Linked DNA regions of Pan troglodytes: all the other regions are linked to region 1. A link is a contact called in public Hi-C and HiChIP or PLAC-seq data. All regions are on one chromosome and are shown on one strand. Each heading gives the region's core, a stretch centred on a gene start, on an enhancer-like site or on the middle of the called end of the contact. The rest is flanking DNA. Distances are from core to core; before and after follow the strand shown. Region 1 holds the start of CPLANE2 (ciliogenesis and planar polarity effector complex subunit 2). Region 2 holds the start of LOC107966262 (family with sequence similarity 131 member C). Region 3 holds the start of HSPB7 (heat shock protein family B (small) member 7).

Region 1 (3,887 bases), core at 467-2,966:
AGATTAACAGGCACGTTCATTCTGCCAAGTTGCTTCATTTTCTCACACGCTCACTGAGCCCTCCACGAGCCAAAGATGGATGGATGTGAAGTCTGGAAATCCAGAAATAATTCAGATCAGAGCCCTGCCACTGAGTCACTCCTGGCCCATGGAGAGAGCTCTGGACAGCTGTGAATCTCCCTGACTGGGCAGATGTGGTGACAGTTGCAGGAATGGGAACCATGTGACCTGGGAGTATGGGCAAAGGATTCCACCTGCAGAATCCTGTAGGAATGGTTATTCATCTGGTTTTTCTGCCTAGCCACAGCGTGAGCAAGTTGAGAGAAAGCACCTTGTCTTACACATCCTCATCCCCTCTCTTAGACATAATGGGCCTTAAAAATCTGTGAGTTCGTGGTCCTCTGGCTGCTTTCTGCTTCCCTAGGAACAGCCCTCCTAGTGGCTAGGGGCAAAGTTTTAAAAACACAAAACCCAAACTGGCAGAACAGATAAGTACTTTAGAGTCAGGTAAGTGTGGGTTCTTTTTTTTTTTTTTTTTTTTTTTGACAGGGCCTGGCTCTGTCACTCAGGCTGAAGTGCAGTGGCATGATCTCGGCTCACTGCAACCTCCATTTCCCGGGCTCAAGCAATCCTCCCATCTCAGCCTCCAAGTAGCTGGGACTACAGGCGTGCACTACTGTGCCCGGCTAATTTTTGTATTTTTTTTTTTGTAGAGGCAGGGTCTTACTATGTTGCCCAGGTTGGTCTCAAACTCCTGAGCTTAAGCAATCTGCCCGCCTCAGCTTCCCAAAGTGCTGGGATTACAGGCGTGAGCCACCACACCCAGCCAGCTGTGGGTTCTGAGTCGGTTTCACACTGACTAGCTGTGCGGTGTGACCTCAGACAAGTCACGTTATGTTTCTGAGAGTCTTCGTCAGTACAAGAGGGTAATACTATTTACACAGGTTTGTTTATAGAATTAAATCAGGTGACCCCTGTAAAGTCCCCACTGTCTGGCACTTGGGTGGCCTTAGGTAAAGCTTAACTCCTAAATTATTCCTTTCAAAACAGTGATTTGCCCTACTTGAAGGCATTGCGGAAAGATAATGGTAAAAATTAAATGTAATAGACAAACTCTCAGTAATGACCCACCTGCACTCTTTCCAACCAGTGGGCATTTACTGAGCACCCACCTTCTGGGTAACAGGCCTGGTGTCCAGTGCTGGAACGGTGGAGAGGAGCTCAGAGTTTCAGAGCTGAAAAGTCAGCTCCAGGAGAGCAGGGACTTCTTGTTGGCCACTGTATTCCCAGCTAGGTGCTCAGTATTTGTTGAATGAATGAATGAATGAAAAATACAATCCAGCGGGCCTCTGACTCATTTTTTAAAACTTGAGCCAAGTCCCTTGACCTCTCTGAGCTGGTGTGTGTCCCCATCAGTGAAGTCAGAGATGTTTAAGTCATCTAGAGGTCCTGCCAAGCAGGATTAATAGAGCAATAATATTAATAATAGCAACAATCATAACTAAACATATGGAGCACTGCTATGGAGGGAATAACATGTTACGTCCACGTTATAGAAGAGGAAACTGAGACACGGAGAAGCATGAAAGGCTCCTGGATGGGGGGGTTCATGATGTTTTGGAAGAAAGACTAGGGATCGGACGGAGTCATAGAGAAGAGGATCCACAACCCAGAGGAAAAGGCCTAGTCCAGAGCCACCGCGCGGCGCAGGCTGCGGACGTTGTAGGAGGGACGAACGTCTCCCGGAACCCGCCCAACCCAACCTCCGGCGTCTCCATGGCAACAACCTCCGCACATGCGCCGCGAGCACCTGCGCCGGAGCTGCCAGCACGCGCAGAAGGCGGACGCAGGCGGAGTGGAAGCGGGCCCCGCGGGCTGGGGCGGCGGGAGTGCGGTGGGCGTTTAAAGGGGCCTTCGGCACCCAGGTCGGTTCGCCGCCGGGACTGCTGACGGGGAGGGCTAGGTAGCCCCGGGAGTCGGGATCTAGAAGGTAGAGGAGAAGCGGGGCTGTCTGACCCCCGGAGGTGACAAGGGGAGAGGGGCTGTGTGAATACCCTCCATGGGCAGTAATGGGATGACTATCCCCAGGGAGCATTGCGGAGGAGAGAGGCGGCTGAGGGACTGCACTTTCTGGGGCCCCCCGGGAGAGTCAGAGGGCAGTTAAGAGGGATCACAGGCCCGGCTTGGTACTGTCACTCCCCTTCCCACTCCCTGCTCTCAGCATTCTGTCACCTCCCTACCCCGTCGCGGTGCCCAGCCATGGCCAGACCTCCCGTGCCCGGTTCAGTGGTTGTCCCAAACTGGCACGAGAGTGCCGAGGGCAAGGAGTACCTGGCTTGCATTCTGCGCAAGAACCGCCGGCGGGTGTTTGGTAAGTGCCTCCCCCTTTCCTCTAGCCCGCCACTTGTCTTTCCCTGGGGAGAAGAGTGTCACCCGTTGCTCCCTGAGGAGAGCAGAGAGGCAGGGCAGTGAGGGCCTGCTCCACTGCAGTCTTCAGCAGTCTTCAGCCTGGGGGACTGAAAGCCCTATCTCTGGGACCCCCACACCTAAATCTCCTTAGAGCTAATTCCATCGTCAGAGCCAGGAACATGGAAACAGCAGAAACCCTGCCAGCAACCACTGTCACCAGAGATGCAGTTGATTGAGCACTCCCCTGGTGCCAGGCCCTCTGTTGGGCACGTTACACAGTGCACGCCCATTTAACCTCTCAACAGCACATGGTACAGACTTGGCTAAGATCACACCCCAATAAATAGAGGTGAGCCTCTTCCATGTCCTGCTGTCCCTGGGATGAGACGCTGGTGTTCCCCGTGGTGAAACTGACTCACCCAGGCAGGGCCCAGCTGTCAGGCCGGCAGAGGTGCCTGGAATCAGCTGTGGAGCCCAGCTCTGGCCAGGAGAAGCAAGGTGCCAGAAGACTTAAGACCAGAGAGTGAGATAGCTAGAACCAAAATTTGTGAATAAGTCAACTGTTTGTTTGTTTTTTTAAAAGAAATTATATTAAATTCAAAAAATGACCCTCTAGAAGGCTGGGCGCGGTGGCCTGTAATCCCAGCACTTTGGGAGACCGAGGTGGGCAAATTACCTGAGGTCAGGAGTTCAAGACCAGCCTGGCCAACATGGCAAAACCCCATCTTTACTAAAAATACAAAAATTAGCTGGGCATGGTGGCGGGCACCTGTAATCCCAGCTACTTGGGAGGCTGAGGCAGGAGAATCGCTTGAACACAGAAGGCAGAGGTTGCAGCAAGCCTAGATCGAGCAATTGCATTCCATCCTGGGTGACAAGAGTGAAACTCCATCTCAAAAAAAAAAAAAAAAGACCCTCTAATATGGCCACTGTCCCTCTAATCCCATGATGGCTGGCAACACTGTATTTGGGGTCACACATACCCAGGCAAGTGACCCAGGCTCCACCACTGCTAGCTGTATGGCTGGGAATAAGTGAACTCTAACCTCAAGTCGCACCTCTGTAAAATGGGGATAATCACAGTATTTACCCCATAGAGTTACTGGGGAAATTAATAAGGAGGGTGTTTGTAACATACCAAGCAGGTTCTGGCATGCAGTGGGTGTTCACTGAAGGTTGGCTGTTATTGTATTTATTTTGCATTTAGTTGTGTTGAGTGGAAGAGAATTGAGTGAAGGTCGAGCTGATTTTCTGGGAACATCATAGAATCCACTGACCATATTATCTATGCCACAGATAGGATTAAGTAGCCATAACTTAGAGGAATGGCAGTGATGGCTTTTAATTTTTGTGTTTTTACTTTAACCGCAGACATTTGGGTTTTTTTTTTTAACAGCTGGGTGTATGCACCTGAATGTATCATTCAGTGGTTGTCATGCAGGCCCCACAACAAACGCTGAGAGCAGCTGGTAAATAAA
Region 2 (3,968 bases), core at 1,046-3,545, 160 kb after region 1:
TGAATACAGCGCTGACTCAAGGATTGGCACATTTGTCTTGTTCACACTGGCACACAGTAGGTGCTTTATATGCATCTGTTGAACGGAAGTTCTCAGACTTCCCTGTGGCTGTTGGGAAGCTGTGGTGGAGTAATAACACATCATACCTGTTTGTGTTCACTATCACTATTATTTATTTTTAGTCCTAAGTTGAGTACCTACTACGTGCCAGTCATTTTGCATATATTCATTTCATCAGCCCTCACAGCAATCCCACGAGGTGAGATTTTTACCCTAAGTTAACAGATGAAAAATCTGAGACTCAGAGAGGCGAAGCAACTTACCCAAGGTCGCACAGCTTGTGTGAGCTAAGCCCTCATTCACCCAGGTCTGCTGACACCAGGGCCAGGCACAGAACCTCTCTCCACCCGGACTTTACTTGGCAGACAGCACCTAGCTTAGAGAAAGAGAAAGAAGTCAGCACCCACTCCCTGGCTCAGCTGCTCTGGCAGTGCGCCCTGGCCCAGATCCTGCCCCTTGAGAGGCCTCCAGCCCTATCCCACGCTGCTGCCTCAAACCTTATTCATTCTTTTTTTTTTTTTTGAAACAGAGTCTCACTCTGCCACCCAGGCTGGAGTGTAGTGGCACGATTTCGGCTCACTGCAACCTCCACTTTCCCGGGTTCAAGCAATTCTCCTGCCTCAGCCTCCCGAGTAGCTGGAATTACAGGCTTGTGCCACCACACCTAGCTTTTTATTTATTTATTTATTTATTTATTTATTTTGAGACGGAGTTTCTCTCTTGTAGCCCAGGCTGGAGTGCAGTGGCATGGTCTTGGCTCACTGTACCCTGGGTTCAAGCAACTCTCCTGCCTCAGCCTCCTGAGTAGCTGGGATTACAGGCGCCCACCACCACCATGCCTGGCTAATTTTTGTATTTTTAGTAGAGACGGGGTTTCACCATGTTGGCTAGGCTGGTCTCAAACTCCTGACCTCAGGTGATCCGCCCACCTCGGCCTCCCAAAGTGCTGTGATTACAGGCATGAACTACTTTGCCAAGCCCACACCCAGCTAATTTTTTATATTTTTGGTAGAGACGGAGTTTCACCATGTTGGCCAGGCTGGTCTCGAACTCCTGACCTCAAGTGATCTGCCTGCCTTGGCCTCCCAAAGTGCTGGGATTACAGGCGTGGGCCACCGCGCCTGGCCCCTCCTTATTCATTCTTCAAAACACTTCTCTGCTGCCACCAGTGAACCTGGCTGCCTCAACTGGAAAACAGACACAAGAGTGCCTGCCCTGCCTGATGCACAGGTGGGCATGAAGGAGAGAGCGAGATGCTATGTGTGAGTGAGGGTCTCAGACACTGACATTGAGTGCTATGTGCATGGGAAATTTTGCTAAAGGATCTTCACACCTCAGGAGCTGGGATGTGTGTGTGTGTGTGTGTGTGTAAATGCAAGCGTGCTTCAATGTGAGTGTATAACTGCCATTGTGTGGGTGTGAGTGGGTATGTACACATGGGAGACTGTGTATTCATGTGTAGGTATGTGAGTGTGTGTGCGTGTATGTAAATGCAAGTGTGCATATATATGTGTGTGTATGACCATCAGTGTGTGAATGAGGGGTATGTACACATGGGAGAGTGTGTGTGTAGGTACGTGCGAGTGAGTGTGAATGACTACAGAGGCCGTCCAGGGCTGGGGAAAAAAACCCGTGCCTCAGTTTACGCTGCCCTAGACAAGCCCTGAGAGGCAGCCTTGCCCCCCTCTTCAACCATCGCTGGAGACCCTTCATCCCGCCGCCAGGCCACCAGCGCACTATCTACCCGCACTCTCTCTACCCCACCTCTGGGCATATATTATTTTGCATATGTTAATTTCAATAGCTCTGAATGAGGCGCTGACAGTCAAAAGTCGCTGAATTCACAGCTTAGGGCTCTCAGGCAAGGCCTCTAACTTCTGCGAGCCTCACTTTCATCCTCTGCAAAATAGGCCCAATGAACCTGTTGTTCTTGCGCGCACCCCTCCTCGCTCCCAAGCCTTCGTGCCCAGTCGTCGTTGTTGTGGTTAAATTCATGTTGTTTACTTTGTGCCCCAAATGCCAGGAGTCTCCCCGCCCCCTCCGTCCCCTTCCCTGACCTTCAGCCCTGGCAACCCCGGGAGGTGGGGGAGCCCCGAAGGGACAGAGATGGCCCTCCCGCGCTCTGCGGCCACAGGTGCGCCCAAGCCTCCCGGCTGCGCTCCCCCGGGCCCCGCCCGCCGCGCCCCGCGGTGTCGCCCTCCCCTGGCAGCGGCGGGCACTGCGCGGGAGGCGGCGGCGCGGGAGGCGGCGGCGCGAGGCGAGCCGGGCGCGGCGGCAGCGGGGACGACCCAGGCTGGAGCTGAGGCCGAGCTGAGGGCGCCCGAGCCCCCCGCCCCGCGCGTCCTCTGGCTCCGCAGCGCTCAGCCCCGGGCCCGCGGAGACATGAACGCCCCGCGGCCCCACGCACCCCGGGCGCAGCGGCCCGGCCCCGCGGCCCCGTGATGGGCTCCTGCGTGTCGCGAGGTGAGGGGGCCCGGCCGGGGGCGGGGGGATCGGGTGCCGGGGACCCGCGCAGTCCCCTCGCCGCTCGGAGACCTGGGGGATGGGGCTGGCGACCCGCCCTTCACGGCCCCGCCGCACCCCCGGGGACGCGGCGTCCTGAGGGGGACAGAGCTAGGGACGGTAGGGGGCGGGGGCAGCGCAGAGAGCGCACGTGCAGAGGTCACCGCATCCCCGCCCCAGTTTGCAGCCCCGCAGGTGACACGAAGCAGGGTCCCGTGCCGTGCCGCGCTCTCATCCCTACAGCCACACACCCCCTGCCGGGTGCCTGGGAGGGAAGGGGGCTCTGGTTCTTCCTGGCTTCCCGGAGGAACTGCGGGCACCGGGAGAACTAGCAGACCCTCCCTTTCCCACCCCTCCCCAAGACACAGGTCTTACCAGCTCACCCCCACAGCCCCTTCCCACGTCTTACCGGGTGCCCCCATCTGCAGAGCCCCTGAACCCTGTTGGCAGGAAAGGGTTAATGGTGGGGCACAGGTTATAAAGAAGGTTCCCCTGCCCCCTAATCCTCCTCCCCACCCCCATCCTTGGACAGGGGACAGAAGGGCCAGAGCACAGCTGATGTTCCCAGTTACCCCTGGGCCTTTCTCTCTGTGTCTGACCTGTCACCCTCCACTCTCCCCCACGTGGTACCCAAGGAGGTGGAGGGGACCTGCCCTTGCCTGGGGGCCCAGGGCAGGCCCCAGCCTCTTCTATCTGTGAGTAGGGGACACACAGTCTTGCACAGAGATTGGGGGATGGGCAGTTTGGTCTTTGGAGCCCCCTACCTCTACCTCCACCCCCACCCATCACCACCAGCTTTCCAACAGGCGGTTGGGCAACATTTAGACAAGCGATTGGGCTGAGCCCTTCTCCCACCTTGGTCTGTTCACCCCACAGTGGGATCAGGGGGGTGTGACTGGGAGTGGGGGTGGCTTTGGCCTTGGTTCAGGCTCTGCAGGCTGAGGCCAAACCCACTGACCACCACCACACCCATCACCCCTAGTAGCTTACCCAGAATAGAGGGGACCTTGTCCTGGGGGTATTGAGCAAGGAGCACAGTGACCTTCCCCCATCCTCTGGACTCGAAGGGCTTCTGCTCAGGAGTTCCTGTGGGCATTCAGGTAAGTGGCTCAGGATGTCTCTGGGAGGTATCGGGGTGGAATCCCGGCTGGGGAAGGGGAAGGTACAGGGTCAGGCTGTGTGGGGTTCCTTTACTTATCCATGCATTAAGCTGATATTAACATGATAGCTGCCGTGTGCCAGGCACCGTGTGCATGCTGGGCATCCAGCAGCAAGGAACCCAGCACAGCACCTGGTCCGGGAGGCCTGCAGCCTAGCGGGAGGGGAAGGAAGCTTGAAGAGTGAGGAGTGCTGAGGGTTCTTTAGGAGCACCAGGCTCCAGAAACCCCAAAGGTTCTAGGCAGTCT
Region 3 (4,155 bases), core at 1,554-4,053, 220 kb after region 1:
AGTTGCGTCTGATGCCACTTTTGGGCAAGAGGTTGGGGACAATTGCCTCCAGTCCCACCCAGACAAAGCCACCCTCTGAAGCTTATGATGGCCCTTGGATGATTGTTAAAATCTGGGACCCTGGGCCACCCTTTGCCCCTAGATGCCAGGCAAGTCAAATCAAAATCGAAGATGTGTGTTGTGGGAGGTGGGATGGGAGTTGCCACTCTGTATGGACTCGAGCCCACCTTCACCTTGACCACCCCGACCTGTTGACTCTGCACAGCACCAGAACTGGCTGCCCTGTCAACATCCCGATTTCCAGTGTCTGGTCTGGGGCAGCTGCTGGCTACTGTCCCACAGCCAGCACTGCACGTCCACATCCACCCTCACCCCCCAGCCCTGTGTGCACCAGGAGGCTGAGAAGAGGGCAGCCAGGGTGGCTCAGCAGGATGACGGGTTTGAAGCCAGCACAGCTCTGCTGACCCTAACTCTTTCATCAACTAGAGCCTCAGTTTCCTCTTCTGTATGATGAGGTGAGCCTGGAAGCAGGGGCCTGTCTCTGCCTTATTCATCTCTGAGTCCTTCAGAGCCTAGAACAGTGCCCAGCACCTATTTATAGCAAGGTTTCAATGAATACCTACTGAGTGATGAGGGCTTCATCACTGGCCTATGAGCTGGCTGTGTGGGGAGCTGATGGGAAGAGATGCGAGGTCCCTTCCCCAGATCCCAAATCAAAATCCTGCGGTCCAAGGAAAGGGTCTGTGTTTGTGAAAAGCTCTCCTGGGTGACTGGGATTCAAAGGACTGCATCATCTTTGTAGCTCCTTCTGTCTCTGTGATCTGAAAGTAGAGGCAGGAGAATGGCCTTGATGACCTTTTGAGGTCCCTCTGGGTCAGTGAAGCCAGAGGATCCAGTATTTGTGTGGGTGATGCCTCGGGAAGGGGGAAAAAGGGGAGGAGGAATGGTGGGCGGGGGTGGGTAACGGGATCTGACATCCAGGGGCAGTGACTCAGGCCCTCAGCACCATGACAGTGTGTCTGCATTTAGCCACCGGCTCCTGTTTCCCTGGCGAGCGGCAGGCTCTGGGCCCCCCACCCCGCCCCACCCCACCCCACCCTCTCTCCATCTCATCTCAGTGCTGGTGGCTTCCCAGCGGCCCTAGAAACCCCTCAGCCAGGCTGGGTGTCACAGGCCCCAACACGGGCAGGAAACTCTGCCAGAGGCAACAGGCCCTGTTGCTCCAGGCAACAGCCTGGCCTGCCGCTGTGCCCTGTGCCCTGCTCTGCTTCCACTCCACATACCACCAGCACCGCTAATACCCCTGTAGAAGGAGCTCTCCAGGATGAAGCTCCAGACCGGGTTGTAGGGGGCTCAGATAAAAGAGAAACTGCCCGTCTTCAAGAACCTTCAATCTAATGGGGAGACAGGTGAACCCTCACCCCTGTGGGAACTGCCAGTTGGATAGGGAAGAAGGGACACAGCAGAGAGTCACAGCACACAGGAAGACTATGTCACACTGCCAGGTGCTGTGGGAGGACAAAGACAGTCAGTGCTGGGGGCATCTGGACTGGGTGTGGGCCCATGTGAGCAGGAGCAGTCAGAGAGGCCTCCCTGGGGGAGGAGGCATTGGAGCTGATCTGGGACGGAAGGGACGGATTTGGAGAGGACAGCAGAGGCCCTGAACTGCAACCTGGGCAGAGCAGAGGGCCTGGCCGCCTCTCAGAATGGCCTCCACCCTGGCCCAGTGCAAGGTCAGTCCCGGCTTTGCTGAGCAAGCAGGTGGGTAGGGAGGGGCTTCTCTGGCTCTTCCGGGCCAGCCTGTCTCCACAGACACATGTTCAAACCACCTCGGCCTCTGAAGGGCTTTGGGTCCAACACATCTAGGTTCGAATCCCAGCTCTGCCACTTACACAAGTGCGAGCCCCGCCCTTTCCAAGAGGCTTCGCTTCCCCGTCCGTAACATGGGAAGAGCCCCTCCACCCTCCCAGCTGTGTGGGGATCAAACGGGGCCGTGCTGGACAGCTTGCAGCCAGGAGCCCATGCCCAGAAGGCACTCCAGAACTCAGGGCTAGAATAATTGTCTTCCGGAATTCTCTTTTACCTCTGACTGAAATCCCACCTAAGGCGCTCGCAGGCATCACCTCTGACACAGAGATGGAGCAGACAGTTGCCGGGAACATAACCTTCTAGACCTTTAAGGAGAAAGCTGCCAACTTTGTCCTCTTGGGGCTGCTAAATGTTCTGAGAGTCAGAGGGAGTGCAGGCACAGAATCCAGGTCCCCATGGGGGCTGGCAGGGGACAGCTGCACATTCTACACCCCCTGGCAGGGCTCAACCTTTCCTTAGAGATGGGCTGTGAAGGTTGTCTGCCTTGAGGGAAGGAGCTCCTGACGTCACAGAGCGGTGGTGCTTCCACCTACCCTGTCCCCAAGGAGCCTGCACACTGATGGAGGAGGTACAGCCGTGCAGGAGAACCAGAGTCTGGAGGGGAGGCACAGTCCTCAGGAGCCCCCAGGCTGACAGGGGAAACAAAACACACAATAAACCCCAAACTTGCAAGGTTCTGGGGCAGGCACCGAGGTCCGAGTGGCAAGGAGACAGGATCCAGCCCTGTGCAGTGGTGAGGAGGCCCCTGGGGCTGCTGTGATCGGCCTGGAATGTCAGGCTGTGAGCTCAGCCCTCTCGGCCTGCGTGTCGGGCTGTCAGCAGGGCCGGCGCACGGGAGAAGATTTCCAGCCCCCTCTGGGCCATGGAGAGGCCTAAATTTAGCTAGTAGACAAGGGGCTGGCCCCAAGCCCAGGGACAGTCGGCCTTATAAAGCGGCCGCAGTCGGAGCCTGGCACGCTCGCCCAGAGGCCTGCGCCCACACCCTCTCCTGTCCAGCCCTCGCCCGCCTGGGCAGGGCCCGGCGCCGTCCGTGGATGAGCCACAGAACCTCTTCCACCTTCCGAGCGGAGAGAAGTTTCCATTCCTCCTCCTCTTCCTCCTCCTCTTCCACCTCCTCCTCGGCCTCCCGTGCCCTCCCGGCCCAGGACCCGCCCATGGAGAAGGCCCTGAGCATGTTTTCCGATGACTTTGGCAGCTTCATGCGGCCCCACTCGGAGCCCCTGGCCTTCCCAGGCAAGTGATCCGGGCCCTGAGGGGAGGGGAGGCGCACAGGGAGGGCACGTCTGCTCCAGGGCGCCACCGAAGGCGCTGTGGCTGCCGGTCGGCCTGGAACAGGTGCTGCACAGCCTGCAGCCATGTGTGGCCACCAAGACAGATGTGGCCACAGGGACAGATGTGGCCATGAAAACAGGTGGGCCTCTAAGGAACAGTTGTGGCCCTGGGGGTTGGACATGGTTCCATGGCCACCCATGCTCTGTAACCACAGCCAATCCCAGCTGGAGCCCTGGAGGGCTGGATGGGTGAGTGGTGGGAGGCAGCCCCCAGGCTCCAGGCCTGGGGTGGGGTTGTTACAGACCTAGCCTCATATACACACACACTGTGCTGGGTGAGGCCCCACCCCCACCCCAGAAAAGGTGGGCTGTAGGAATGAGGAGGAGCTTAGGGAGAAACAGCAGGGGGGGAGGTAGGGCCTGGGGGAGCCGCCCCTTGCCCCAAGAGAAGGAGCCAGAACCCCCGGATCTGCATGCAAGGCCTGCTCCATGCCTCGCTCACAGCAGCCCACCCCACAGCCCGCCCCGGGGGGGCAGGCAACATCAAGACCCTCGGAGATGCCTATGAGTTTGCGGTGGACGTGAGAGACTTCTCACCTGAAGACATCATTGTCACCACCTCCAACAACCACATCGAGGTGCGGGCTGAGAAGGTGAGCCCCCGACCCCCTACTCACCGCATCCCAAATTCTGCTCCTGCCTCCAATGTCTCCTACTCCCCCTTACCATCCTGGGACCCCAGATCCTGGCCAGTGTCCCTTCCCCACCCAAACTCCCCCAGGGCTAACTGAAGGCCTTGTCCCTGCAACCCATGGCCATGGGGCCCCCTCACTGCCTCTCTTTGCACCGAGGTTCCCAGATCCTTTCTTCCAGGGCCTGAGCAGCTGAGGGAGCCTCCGGGGAATGGGAGAGGGATGGAGGGATGTGGGCAGAGGGAGCCTGAGGGGGTGGGGCTTGAGGGTGGGAGGTGACAGGTGTGAGATGGTGATGGCAGAGTGAGGACAGCTCCTCTGGT

What was found. Hi-C and Micro-C count contacts between places; a contact is called where the count stands out from the background. HiChIP or PLAC-seq counts read pairs in DNA pulled down with a chosen protein or histone mark.
Region 2: a contact with region 1 is called in an H3K4me3 HiChIP or PLAC-seq map of stem cell-derived excitatory neurons, with 10 times the contacts expected there. The contact joins the promoter of LOC107966262 here to the promoter of CPLANE2 in region 1. A contact is called at or near these places in 3 of 7 Hi-C or Micro-C datasets (blood, induced pluripotent stem cells and stem cell-derived neural progenitor cells) and 1 of 1 datasets of contacts at active chromatin or transcription factors (stem cell-derived excitatory neurons).
Region 3: a contact with region 1 is called in a Hi-C map of induced pluripotent stem cells, with 1.8 times the contacts expected there. The contact joins the promoter of HSPB7 here to the promoter of CPLANE2 in region 1. A contact is called at or near these places in 2 of 7 Hi-C or Micro-C datasets (induced pluripotent stem cells and stem cell-derived neural progenitor cells).

What each region holds. Positions count from the first base shown.
Region 1 is chr1:214,968,488-214,972,374 of NHGRI_mPanTro3-v2.0_pri, forward strand. It overlaps CPLANE2 (ciliogenesis and planar polarity effector complex subunit 2), which reads left to right and starts at 1,717. Exons shown (of 5, transcript XM_001152853.7): 1 at 1,717-2,371. The coding sequence starts at 2,260. It overlaps LOC129136525 (a long non-coding RNA gene), which reads right to left and starts at 1,738. Exons shown (of 2, transcript XR_008538272.1): 1 at 1,173-1,738; 2 at 1-92.
Region 2 is chr1:215,129,357-215,133,324 of NHGRI_mPanTro3-v2.0_pri, forward strand. LOC107966262 (family with sequence similarity 131 member C) reads left to right here and starts at 2,296. Exons shown (of 7, transcript XM_024356597.2): 1 at 2,296-2,523. The coding sequence starts at 2,502.
Region 3 is chr1:215,184,299-215,188,453 of NHGRI_mPanTro3-v2.0_pri, forward strand. It overlaps HSPB7 (heat shock protein family B (small) member 7), which reads left to right and starts at 2,804. Exons shown (of 3, transcript XM_009449005.5): 1 at 2,804-3,102; 2 at 3,648-3,793. The coding sequence starts at 2,904.